2 separate regions of the Sus scrofa genome follow, and region 1 is linked to region 2. A link is a contact called in public Hi-C data. All regions are on one chromosome and are shown on one strand. The core of a region is the stretch at or near the end of the contact, and the rest is flanking DNA. Distances in the headings are between cores, read along the strand shown.

What was found. A called contact is a pair of places that touch in the nucleus more often than the background predicts.
Region 1: a contact with region 2 is called in a Hi-C map of liver, with 5 times the contacts expected there. The contact joins two enhancer-like sites. A contact is called at or near these places in 1 of 47 Hi-C or Micro-C datasets (liver) and 1 of 2 datasets of contacts at active chromatin or transcription factors (alveolar macrophages).

What each region holds. Positions count from the first base shown.
Region 1 is chr7:98,460,813-98,466,179 of Sscrofa11.1, reverse strand. No RefSeq gene overlaps it. Among named protein-coding and RNA genes, the nearest start is that of FOS, 14 kb to the right of the region's middle. Within about 2 kb of position 1,964, at least 42 of the 83 cell types and tissues checked have an H3K27ac peak or open chromatin away from gene starts, as enhancers often do. A contact at or near this core is called in liver, where this site is marked.
Region 2 is chr7:98,182,306-98,188,115 of Sscrofa11.1, reverse strand. No RefSeq gene overlaps it. Among named protein-coding and RNA genes, the nearest start is that of EIF2B2, 19 kb to the left of the region's middle. Within about 2 kb of position 1,930, at least 23 of the 83 cell types and tissues checked have an H3K27ac peak or open chromatin away from gene starts, as enhancers often do. A contact at or near this core is called in liver, where this site is marked.

The DNA of each region.
Region 1 (5,367 bases), core at 715-3,214, 280 kb before region 2:
GGTGGGGAAGTTCCAGGGCCGGGGATGGAACCCACGCCATATCAACCCACATCACAGTAGTGACAATGCTGGATCCTTAACCCACTGAGCCACCAGGGAACTCCGAAACCTCAAAGATTTTGGAGACTCTCTTCTCCTTTATACCTGGCTCCTCTCATAGGCAAGAATAGAGCTTCTGTTTACTAAACTCCTGATATGCCCAGCATTTTATAAGCATGGAATGCACACAACAGTTTTGGGGGTAGACACAATTGTCCCCACTTCACAGATGAGAAAACTGAGGCTCCAAGAAGTAGAGTGCTCTGCCCAAAGTCAAACGATTAGTAACAGGAGTTCCCGTCATGGCACAGTGGTTAATGAATCCAACTAGGAACCATGAGATTGCGGGTTCGATCCCTGGCCTTGCTCAGTGGGTTAAAGATCCGGCGTTGCCATGAGCTGTGGTATAGGTCACAGACACAGCTCGGATCCCGCGATGCTGTGGCGTAGGCTGGTGGCTACAGCTCTGATTAGACCCCTAGCCTGGGAACTTCCGTATGCTGCAGGAGCAGCCCTAGAAAAGGCAAAAAGACAGAAAAAAAAAAAAAAAAAAAAAAACAATTAGTAACAGAGACAGGACTCCACCCAGACCTGCGTGACCACAGCGATCACACACTGCTCAGGAAGGTCAGTGCCCAAGGGAACAAAGATCACATCTGAGAGTTCCCATGGTGACACAGTGGAAACGAATCCGACTAGCATCCATGAGGACACAGGTTCAATCCCTGGCCTCGCTCAGTGGGTTAAAGGATCTGCCATTGCCATGAGCTATGGTGTAGGTCAAAGATGCAACTCGGATCTCACCTTGCTGTGGCTGTGGCATAGGCTGGCTCCGATTCGACCCCTAGCCTGGGAACCTCCATATGCCACTAGTACAGCCCTAAAAAAGGCCAAAAAAAGAGAGAGAGAGAGATCATATCATCTTCCCTCATTCCATTTACAAGACAGCTAAAATGGAAAATAGATTGATAAACTGTTCGATGGCCCTTCCTTTTGTGCCAGGCACTATTTTGCACTTTGCAAATATCATCTCCATTTACCCTCCCCATATCGCTAAGAGATGGGTGGTTCTTTTTTCAGAGGAGAAAATTGAAGCACAGAGGAGAGAGTAAACTTGCCTGAGGCCACACAGCAAGTGATGCATCTGCCTAGACCTGACTCTAGAGGCTCTGCTGCCAGAAGCAGATCCCAAGAACAGGGCCCCCCGCCCCCCCCATGCGCCCCCCAATTCTCTGTCCTTTGACCTTCCTGTGTCTCCACCCTCCTCATCTGGCAGTCCATTTCACACTTCCCCATCCCTCTCTGGGGGTGGTTCTCTTGTGAAATTACTTTGTGAAACTGCATCTTGTGCAAGGCCGTCTAGATCACTACCTAGATTTCCCCAAAGAACTGAGAAGAAGGTTTATCGAAGCAAAGGCTTGGCGTTGCGTCTATGGAAATCAATCAATTACTTCATTCACCATCACAGGGTTGAGAGCACGTCTTGTCCCCAGACACACGGTGGGCATGATGGAGGTCTATGACACCCAGAACCTGGCCTCCACTCTCAAGGAAACAACAGTAAAGACAGCATGTCTGTGCACGGCAGTATTTCATAAGATACAGAGGAGAGGAGTCAGAAAAGTTGTTAACAAAGGAAGCGGAATTTGAAATAGCGTTTGAAAGAAGGGGCAAGCTTTGGCTAGCAGGAAGGGAAAAAAAGCAGTCCAGGCAAGAGAAACAAGAGAAGCGTGTTCTCTGTCCAAATAAACCAGATGCTCAGAAATAAACTAAAGAGAGGAAAATCTGGGACTGAGGTTTTTCTGCCAAGTTTTGCTATTTCCATCAGGGTAAACAAAGAAAATCTTTTCCCCCAGCCCTGCTGCCGTTACTGGAATTGGAGAATGTCCACCAGGGGGCAGAGCTGCCACTTCTGCTGCTAGAGCCCCAAGTGCAATCAAGCGAGAAAGGCGAAGGGTCCCAGACTCTTCAAATCTACCGGGTGGCTGGGATGGCCCGGGCCGATCCGTGGGCATCAGTCTTCTCGGTCTGAGCTTCCAAGGAGCAGAAAAGGGGTTTCCATCAGGCTACAGATGCCTTCTGCTATCGTCTTGACTGAGAAAAACTTAATGGGAGGCTTTCGTAACTTTGAAAAATGACCAAGTGCTTGTCTAAGACTGGTTGCAGGACAGCCAACTCAGGTTCTCTGGACGAGGGGAGCCATTCCAGCCACTGGGAGGGGGAATGCGTGTGGTTTGGGGGGACTACACACCTCCTGACCATCACCCCCAGGCCCTAGGGTTATGCTGAGGGCTATATGGGGCAGTAGGCTGCTACTGGCACCCTTTAGGAGTCCTGAAGTCAGTATTTAGCCTTACTGTACATTCCACTATCTGAGCCAGGCAACAGGGTCCTGAAGCCACAAGAACAGAGGGGGTTAGAGGTGAGGTGGAAGAAACACTAGTTTGAAATGCCCGAAATCTTGACATTTATCTCTCTAACTAGCTGTGCAAGTTTGTAGGGCTGAACCAATTTCTCTGTCTCAGTTCCCCCATTTGTAAAATTCAAAGGCTGAATTAAAGGAATATTATCTGATGTGCGTTCTAGCTCTGAAATTATGAAAAGCGCACACTCCTTGGGCCAGAAGAACTGAGGAATGGGCAGGGGTTAGAGCGGGGGCGGAGCTGGGGGGGGGGGCGTGGGATTTGCAACCAAGCATCTTGAAGAGTTAATCCCACACCCGCAGTCGGCTCCCCCAGCAGTGGCCACTGCGGCACTGCCCGCCCCACCCCCGCCCTCAAGGCCAGACGGCACACACCCACGGCTCCCTCCGAGACTTCTGGAATCTCACTACATTCCTCCCAGGAATGTTTATTGCCCTTTACATCTGCAAATCGCTATACATCAGCAACCCTGCTGCGCGATTATTAATCATCGCGGCAATATTCCTTCTTCCGCCTGTAAGAGGAATTGCGGGGGTCTGGATTTATGAAGGTGAAATCCGAAGGTAATTTGCCTGATTCATTCAATTACCAGCTAACTACAGTTAATCAAGTGCCTAGTATGAGCAAGGCACAGAGAGACTCATAAATCCAATTACTATGGGGTTCCGAATTGAGGGGTCCGAAGTGTAAGGGTCTTCAAAGAACCTCACTGATATTTCACTATGTCATGCCCCCCATCAATTAAAAAGTGACGGATGATCTCCCCTTTCAAGCTTGATGACACTGGGCCCCACCCCCACAGTTCATTTTACCAGGCTAGGTACCTGGAAGTGACCTTCCCAAGGTCACTTATCCCCCAAGGCACAGCAGTCATCCCAAAACCTCAGTCTTCAAAGCTTTCCACTGGGCCATGGGAGAATTTTAAAATCAAGCCTATAAAATGTAATATGGAGTGAGGCGAGGGATGGCTGTTTCCATGATTTCCGGGCACAGAGTGAGAAAATCGTGATCCCAGCTCACCCACCCAAAGCAGACGAGACAGCCCAAATCTTGGCTGCAGCCTTAACAAGACAAGATATGTTTGGGACCCCTGCGCTCATCTATCAGTCATCCACGCCCTCCCTCGGGGTCCCCATCGCCACCGCCCCTCGCCTCCGTTCAGGTCCCAGGAAAAGGTAGCGGGTGGCGTGGAACACAGGGGCCGAAGCCCCCCCACGGGGGCGTGGCCGGGGACAGGGGCGGGGCGAGGCCGGAGTCCGGCTCTCAGACTCCTCCCTACCCGCGACGCGGCTGTTGCGCCAAATATGGGCAGAGCGGAAGCGACGGACAGACGTCACGGCGCCGGGCGGGGGCCGCGCTGCGGGGCAGATGACGCGAGGCGCTGACGGCGCCTACGTGTCACCATGGAAACCAAACAGTAAATAGAGGGCTTGTGAGCTCCTGGCACTGCCTGACCCTGCGACCTGGCCTGGAGCAAAAGGCCGGAAGCTGGGAAGGGCCGGGAGAGACCTGGGCTTGGCAGACGAGGGCAGAGGCGCGGCGAGGGTGCTGAGAAGGCGGAGAGGGGATGCCGAGAGAGCACCCTCTCTGGCAGGTCTTTGGGAAACCGGCTGTCCCTCAGCCGAGGATCCAGCAGGGGCAGGTCAGGAATAGAAAGAAGGAAGCCTGCCTGTCCTTTTTGAAGGGCTTCCTCGGCCTGCAAGGTTGTTGGGGAAATTGGTTTTGCTTTGTTTTATCTTACTGGTGTCTAAAATTCAATCATGGGAACCACACTATCCAGACTCAAATTCTAGCTCCCACCACTCTAGGTGGATAATCTTGAGCAGATCATAATCCTCCTGGGCCCCTACACGATATTATCCATAAAATAAGGATACTAGAGCGTGCCCATTGTGACTCAGCGATAACAAACCTGACTAGTATCCATGAGGATGCGGGTTCAATCCCTGGCCCCTCTCAGTGGGTTAACGAGCCGGCCTTGCCCTGAACTGCAGTGTAGGTCGCAAATCCGGCCCACATCAGTTGTTGCTGTGGCTGCCTGGGAACTTCCATATGCCATTTATTACTTTTAAATTCTCAGCAGGTCATATGACCCCTTGTTGATGACAGACCCTGGTGTGACCCCCAATAATTCCTGCCTCCAGGTGTCCATGTAGGGGATTTGGGTTTCCCTCCCCTTGAGTGCAGGTGGAACCTGAGACTTGCTTCTAAGCAGCAGAATAGGGCAAGGGTGATGGGATTTCACCCCTAGATGATGTCATTTTACATAGACATGCAGACCTAGTAGGTTCTCCTGGTGGGCTAGATACAGCGAGCAGCCATGTTGAGGAAGCTCACACATCAAGGAACTATGAGCGGCCTCTGGGCCTGAAGGTGGCTCCCCTGTGACAACCAGCAAAAGCTCAGGACTCAGTTATCCAATCCCAAGGAAGTCAAGTCCTCCAACAACCTGGATGAGCTCAGAAGCAGACTCTTCGCCATTCAAGCATTCAGCTGAGAATGCGCTTGGTTGACACCTTGCTTACAACCTTGTGAGACCTTGAACAGAGGACTGATCTAAGCTGTGCCTGGACTCCTGACCCACAGAGGCTGGGAGATAGTAAGTGTGTTATTTTAAACTGCTCAATTTGCAGTAATCTGTCAAACAGAAGTAGAACACTAGTCCACCGCCTTTACCTGTACCTGGAACTTGCCTGGCGTCCCACTGTAGCGTTGCATACACTGCTCGGGCTCTCCACCTTAAATGATACGGGATGGGCCCCTTCCATGCATTTCCACAGTCATCATCTAACATTGTCATTGTCTTGAAGCTGGAAGGGAGGTTGTTTTGTTTTGCTTTTTAGGGCCACACTCACAGCATATGGAGGTTCCCAGGCTAGGGGTCGAATCACAGCAACAGTTGCCA
Region 2 (5,810 bases), core at 681-3,180:
CAGGCTGGCACTCTCTTGAACTGCTCTGCCCCATGGCCATCAAGGACTTGTCATCCTGACTGGAGAGACCAGCCCACCAGGATAGTGTGGTCTCGAGGACCCTCAAAAATGGTTGAATCCCTGCCAGTGGAGGCCTCCACCTTTCTCCAGGGGAAGAGAAGGGCTAGCACAGGCGTCCTTGGCTCCTCAGGACCAGGCACATGAGCGCTCAGCAATTTGCTAAATGTGTGGTGAAGGAAGGAAAAGCCTCTGGATTTCCTATGCTGCTCCTGGGAGGAGCCACAGACATGATTTTTCTGGAAAGTTTGGGATGATATTTATCAAGAAGACCAAGGAGTGTTTATCACCATCATGAGCAATTCTGCTTCTGGTACTCGCCCTTGGGAAATAATCTGAAATGTCAGAGGTCAGGCAAGGGTGACAGGAGGGCCCAGAAAAATTTCTGCAAAGATGTTCTTCTTGGAAGTTCCTGTTTGGCTCAGTGGTAATGATCCCGACTAGTATCCATGAGGAGGCGGGTTCAATCCCTGGCTTTGCTCAGTGGGTTAAGGATCTGGTGTTGCTGTGAGCTGTGGTGAAGGCCAGGGGCTACAGCTCTGATTTGACTCCTGGCCCTAAAAAGACACAAACACACACACACAAAAGAATAGCCATTTATTGAGGGATTAGCTGTAGGCAAGGCCCATTGACTCCCCGCACAGACCCTAGGCAACATAGCTACCTCTGTTGTCTTCATTTTCCTGACAAGGCATCTGAGTTCCACAGCCCTTTGGTACCTTGTTCAAAGCACACAGCCGGTGTGTAGTAGAGCGGAGATTTCTACTCAGGTGTCTCTAGCTCTACAGCCTGTGCTCTAGACTATTCCGGCTTCTTCTCACAGGGGCTCCTCTAGCACCCCAAGGAGGAGAGGAGGAAGGGCTATCTATCAGTGATCATCTATGCGGTGGGATTTGGCTCTGCCCTCTCTGCCCAGCCTGGTCAAATCCTAGACCACTGGCCACTGGGAATGAAGAGTGCTCTGCGCCCCCAGGGGCCCCAGGTGGGGCAGAGATGGGGGCAACTGGGGAGGGAGTGGCTGGGGACCGCACAGCACACAAACAGCCTGATTGTGTTGCAGACTCTGCTCTTTGGGAAATTAAGTATCACAAAGTTGTCTTGTTCTGGCCAATCTGGTGTCCCAGAGATCCAGAGCCAAAGAAAACACGGGCTGAGTAACCGGAGCCAGCAGTGCTGAAGGCCACAGGTGAGGCTGGCTCTTCCAGGGCTGGGCATGGGAGCTCCTGCAGGTTCCCAAGCTGAACCCGGCTGCTGACACACGGAGGATCCTCCCTGCCTGTGGCTCCTTGGGGTCCAAAGGACGAGCCTTGCACTAAGGAAACTATTCCACAGACGGATAGGAGCAGGAGATCAGAGGAGCTCAGAGCCACCCCTTCACTGAACCCCGGCCTTGGGGGCCTGCAAGCGGAGAGACCTTGCCACATCCTGAAGACACCGGGAGGCTCAGAGATCCGCAAATTCCATGGGCTCCATTCCTGAGCCTGAGGAACATGCATCGAGATGAGCCGGGCTGGGGGCTGGCCAGGCCTCTGGCACTCACAGCACCCTACAAGGCAAGGGAAGGCAGTTTAGTGGGAACCCGGGCTGGGAGGGGTGAGCTTTTTTTCCGGAACAGGACTCCCTGTGGGGCGCAGAGCAGAAGTCAGTGGGCTCTAGAGTCCCGGACGTTCTGGTTTGACTCGGCTCGGGTCAAGAGGGCGGCCCACTGGCCTGGCCTCACCAGCCAAAGCCAACACAGGAAATGCCAAGCAGACCTCAATGTCCGGGCACCTAATTTCCACTGGCTGGCAGAGAGCTCCCGCCTCCCCAGCAGCACTGGGGCTGGGAGGGAGCAATGGCGTTAGTGCTCGGGAGATGCGCAGTCCCCGGGCCTGTCGCGTGGGCCCTCCACCCCAGGGCCAGGAGCAGCCAGGCAAACACGCAGGAGACCAGCAGGCAGCGGGAGGAGCCAGGCGTTACCCTGGCCGGCTGCCACTGGCTTGTTGTTGGGATCTAGTTTCACGCTGCTGCTCCTTGGAGGAGAGCTGCGAGGGGTCATCCCCTCTGCGACGCCCGGGGAAGGAGACTGATGGGCAGACAGTTGTTAACGCTGCCGCCGCCACCGTGGTGATTAAGGGCCGCTGTAATTGGCCTCGCAGCCAGGCAGGGGCCGGGCCTGCCAGCCAGGGTCTGTGGGGCAGGGGAGAGCGCCGCGGAGCAGGGAACAGCATGTGCTATAGCTGTTTGCGCTGATCAGATTAGTTTGTGAATTGACACTCAATCCTCCTCAGTGATTTTCCTTCCAGGGCCCCCTGCCAAGACCAGAACTGTGGGCATGGGTGGGTTGTGGGCAGGGAGGGAAGTAGACATGGATCTTTTGGGGCTCTTTTTACCTGGGCCTTCATTGGGGGCAGGGTCCAGGGTGAGAGTCTTCCTCTGAGGTATGGCCTCAGCTTAGCCAAAGACCACTCAGCAGCCCCCCAGTGACCGCTCAGCCAGCCCCAAGTGGAGGGATCTCTTGCTGGTAAAGATGCTCGTTCCCATATGCCCAGGGGTGCCTGGTGCAAGGCGAGCCTTGCAGGTGCATTCTGTACTCCCAGGCCCAGCATGGTGCCTGGCACGGAAAGTAGGTTTGCCAAGGATGTTGGCAAAGTGTGTGTGGGGGATCAGTTTCTTCTTCCCCGCTTGGCCTGAATGCCTTGTGGGAGAATCTCTATGATCCCCTTCCAGGTCCAGGTGGTCCTTGTGGGGTCAGTTTTGCAGACAGTCTCAGTCGCAGAGAGCCCTCCAGGCCACCCGTCCCTGCCCTGCTTCTGCAGGCAGCACCCCTTAAGCCACTATGATGGACAGTTGGGCTACATTTCGACCAAGGTCTCCCTTCCTGCATTAGTATGCATGTGCAGGAGTGTGGACATGCACGCGTGTGGTGGGGGAGAGCACGTGTGCTGTCCTGAAAGAACACCGGGGAGTTCCTTTCCTGTCCATTCTCTGTGTTCTGTCAGCTTCCCAGCTCCCTCCCTTGGAGGTCCCAGGCAGGGAGGCAGACAGCTAGGTATCTGGTGTGGAGGCCTCTGGGTCACGACCTTTCCAGAGCCTGTCTTATTTATACTTCAGGCTGAGGCACAGGCTGGGCTGGCCTCTCACCTGCCTGTCCCCTCCCCAAAAGGATGCCCCAAGCCGACTGTGAGTAGGACCTGGTCCTGGCCATAGGGCCTTGGCTGGGATAAGGGGTGACCCCCTCCCCCCAGGTAGCTGGAGCCCTAGAGGGAGAACTGAGACTGTCAGGTTGGCACTAGTGGGCAGGGGCAGTGGCCCACACCCACCAATGGTGTCAAGGGAGAAATGCCCCTCAAGGCCTAGAATATTCGTGCCCCAGACATCCTGGGGGCTGAAATGCAATCCTTACTTCCCTCTTACTAGGTTTGGTTTGAAAACCTCCACACTGCCAGCTGCCAGCCTTGCCCAGCCCAGACCTCCAGGGCCACGGGCCCCGGGGCATGAGTACAACATGGGCTCCTAGAGGGCGTGGGAGGAGGGCCCCACGGCACTTCAAACAGACCCTGTACCCCTCCTAGCCTGCTGCTCCTTCTTGTTCTGCAGCCCCTCTCTCCCATCCCAACCCTCCCTCAGGGGGTTTCCAGGTTCTCTTCTCTGTCATACCTGCCCTGTGCAGGGAAGGAACTGGAAGGTGTGGCAGGGTGAGAATAAGGCCTGGCTGTGAAGCCTAGGACAGCCATTAAATATTTCTGAGCCTCAGTTTTCTCATCTTTAAAATGGGAGTGAGCCAGAAGGCCTGGGTTCTGGGCGTGTGGAGGATGCAGGAACCGAACCCGAGGAGGTGGAGAAGGAATGCTGAGAGTTCAGCTGTCTTTATCACCTCCAGCCTGCAATGCAGGATAAAGAGCTCAGCTCCTGCTGCTCACTTTGCAGGAGGAAGGGAAAGGACAGCTGTCGTTGGGGACTTGGTGGCTGCATTCTTGGGGAGGTGTGGGTGTTGCTACGGTTACCATTTGGTTATTGCTGCCCTAAAAGGCTGGAGGGCGAAGCGCATGTAACTTTAAAATTCCGTTAATGGGACGGTGAAGGATCTACTTCACTCATCCCACTTTCTGAACCTTTTGTGGCATCCAAAGCACAGTATGTTACAAAAGCAGGGTTAATGAAAAGAAGGAAGTTGCGCGGCTGTGGCGTGTGTTTTACAACTGAGGAGGGTGGATAATGGTGAGGGTTATACAACCATAGGAGTGCGCTTAACGGCTCTGAAGTACACTTTTAAAAAGTGGTTAAAAGGATACACTTTATGTTATGTATAGTTTACCTTGATAAAAATGAATTGGAAGGTAAAATAAATAACTACATAAATAAATGGGAGTGAGGAATCTCCACATTCTACTTACTGCCTCGGAAGGATATTAATGATGCATTGTCGGATGAAAACAGCAGGAGGTAGCACTGAATGCATTGAAGACAGGTTACCCCAGGAGTGCTTGCTTTTACTTTTTACTTAATATGCCTTGATATTGCTTGAATTTTATTTTAACAAGTATGTACCTCTTTTGTCATTAAAAAAAAATGTAGGGGGAAGTTCCCACTGTGGCTCAGCAGGTTACAAACCCAACTAGTATCCCTGAGGATGCAGGTTCGATCCCTGGCCTCCCTCAGTGGGTTAAGGATCCCACATTGCCTTGCCTGTGGTATAGGCCGGCAGCTACAGCTCCAATTTCAACCCCTAGCCTGGGAGCTTCCATATGCCACACGTGCAACGCTAAAAAGCAAAAAAAAAAAAAAAAAAAAAAAAAAGAGGTAAGGCTTCTATCTTGAAGGGCTATTGCTAACTTTCAATATTAATGTACATTTGTTGAATGAATGAATGATGGACGAAGGCCTGGTGTATGCCTGGCTCAGGACATGCCTCTTCCACCCCCCACCAAGCTAACTCTGACTCCCACTTATTATCCACCTTCTTTCCCTGAAGGGGTTAAAACAGCAGCACTTCCGAAGCAGAGTAAAAGGAGTCCAGAAGCCCCCAGTGAGGCCTCAGTGGGATGTGTGGGGTGACATGGAGGCGGCACCCGCTCACTCGCAGGCCACTGGGCCAGCCCACTCTGCTCAGCTCAAGACCTGCTTCCAATTACCCATGAAATCTGAGCTGGAAGAGACCTACTAAAGCCCCATTTAGTTTGATCCCCCTGGGGGCCAGGGATCTTTTCCGGCGACATCCCCCTCCTTGTCCGACTGGGACTCCAAGCCCTTTGGATGTTATCTCCTCCTGGGTCAATATTGTGACAACTCCAGCTGTGACCCAGGCCACCCTGGAGCCAGTGCTGATCTGGGCCTGCGTGGTGCAGGGGGCCCCAAACCCAGCTCCCTTTCTACCTCGAGGCTCCAAGAAGTAGCCGGCAATCACAGCAGGTCAACCCACCGCCTCCCCGAGCCCAGTCCAGCCCGCGTCCCTCCTTTCAGGCTAGTTCACAGGTTGTCCAGTGTTCCAGGCCTACCTGGTGATCCAATGGGAAGCTCTGACTGGTGACTGGTGACTCTCCTTCGCATATTCCCAGTTGTGCCTGGTACAAGATCCCATGTTTCATAACACCCATTACATAAGGAATAATAAATAATGATGATTAATGGCCTCCTCCGTGTCCCCGGGCTCGTTTAGGTCAGACCTCCCAGGGAAAGCACCAGAGCTCCAGGAGGAGGAAGGGGGAGCCCAAAGCCTAGGGGGCACCCGCCCTTCCTCCACACCCTCCCCAGCACCTCTGCATGTCCTCTCC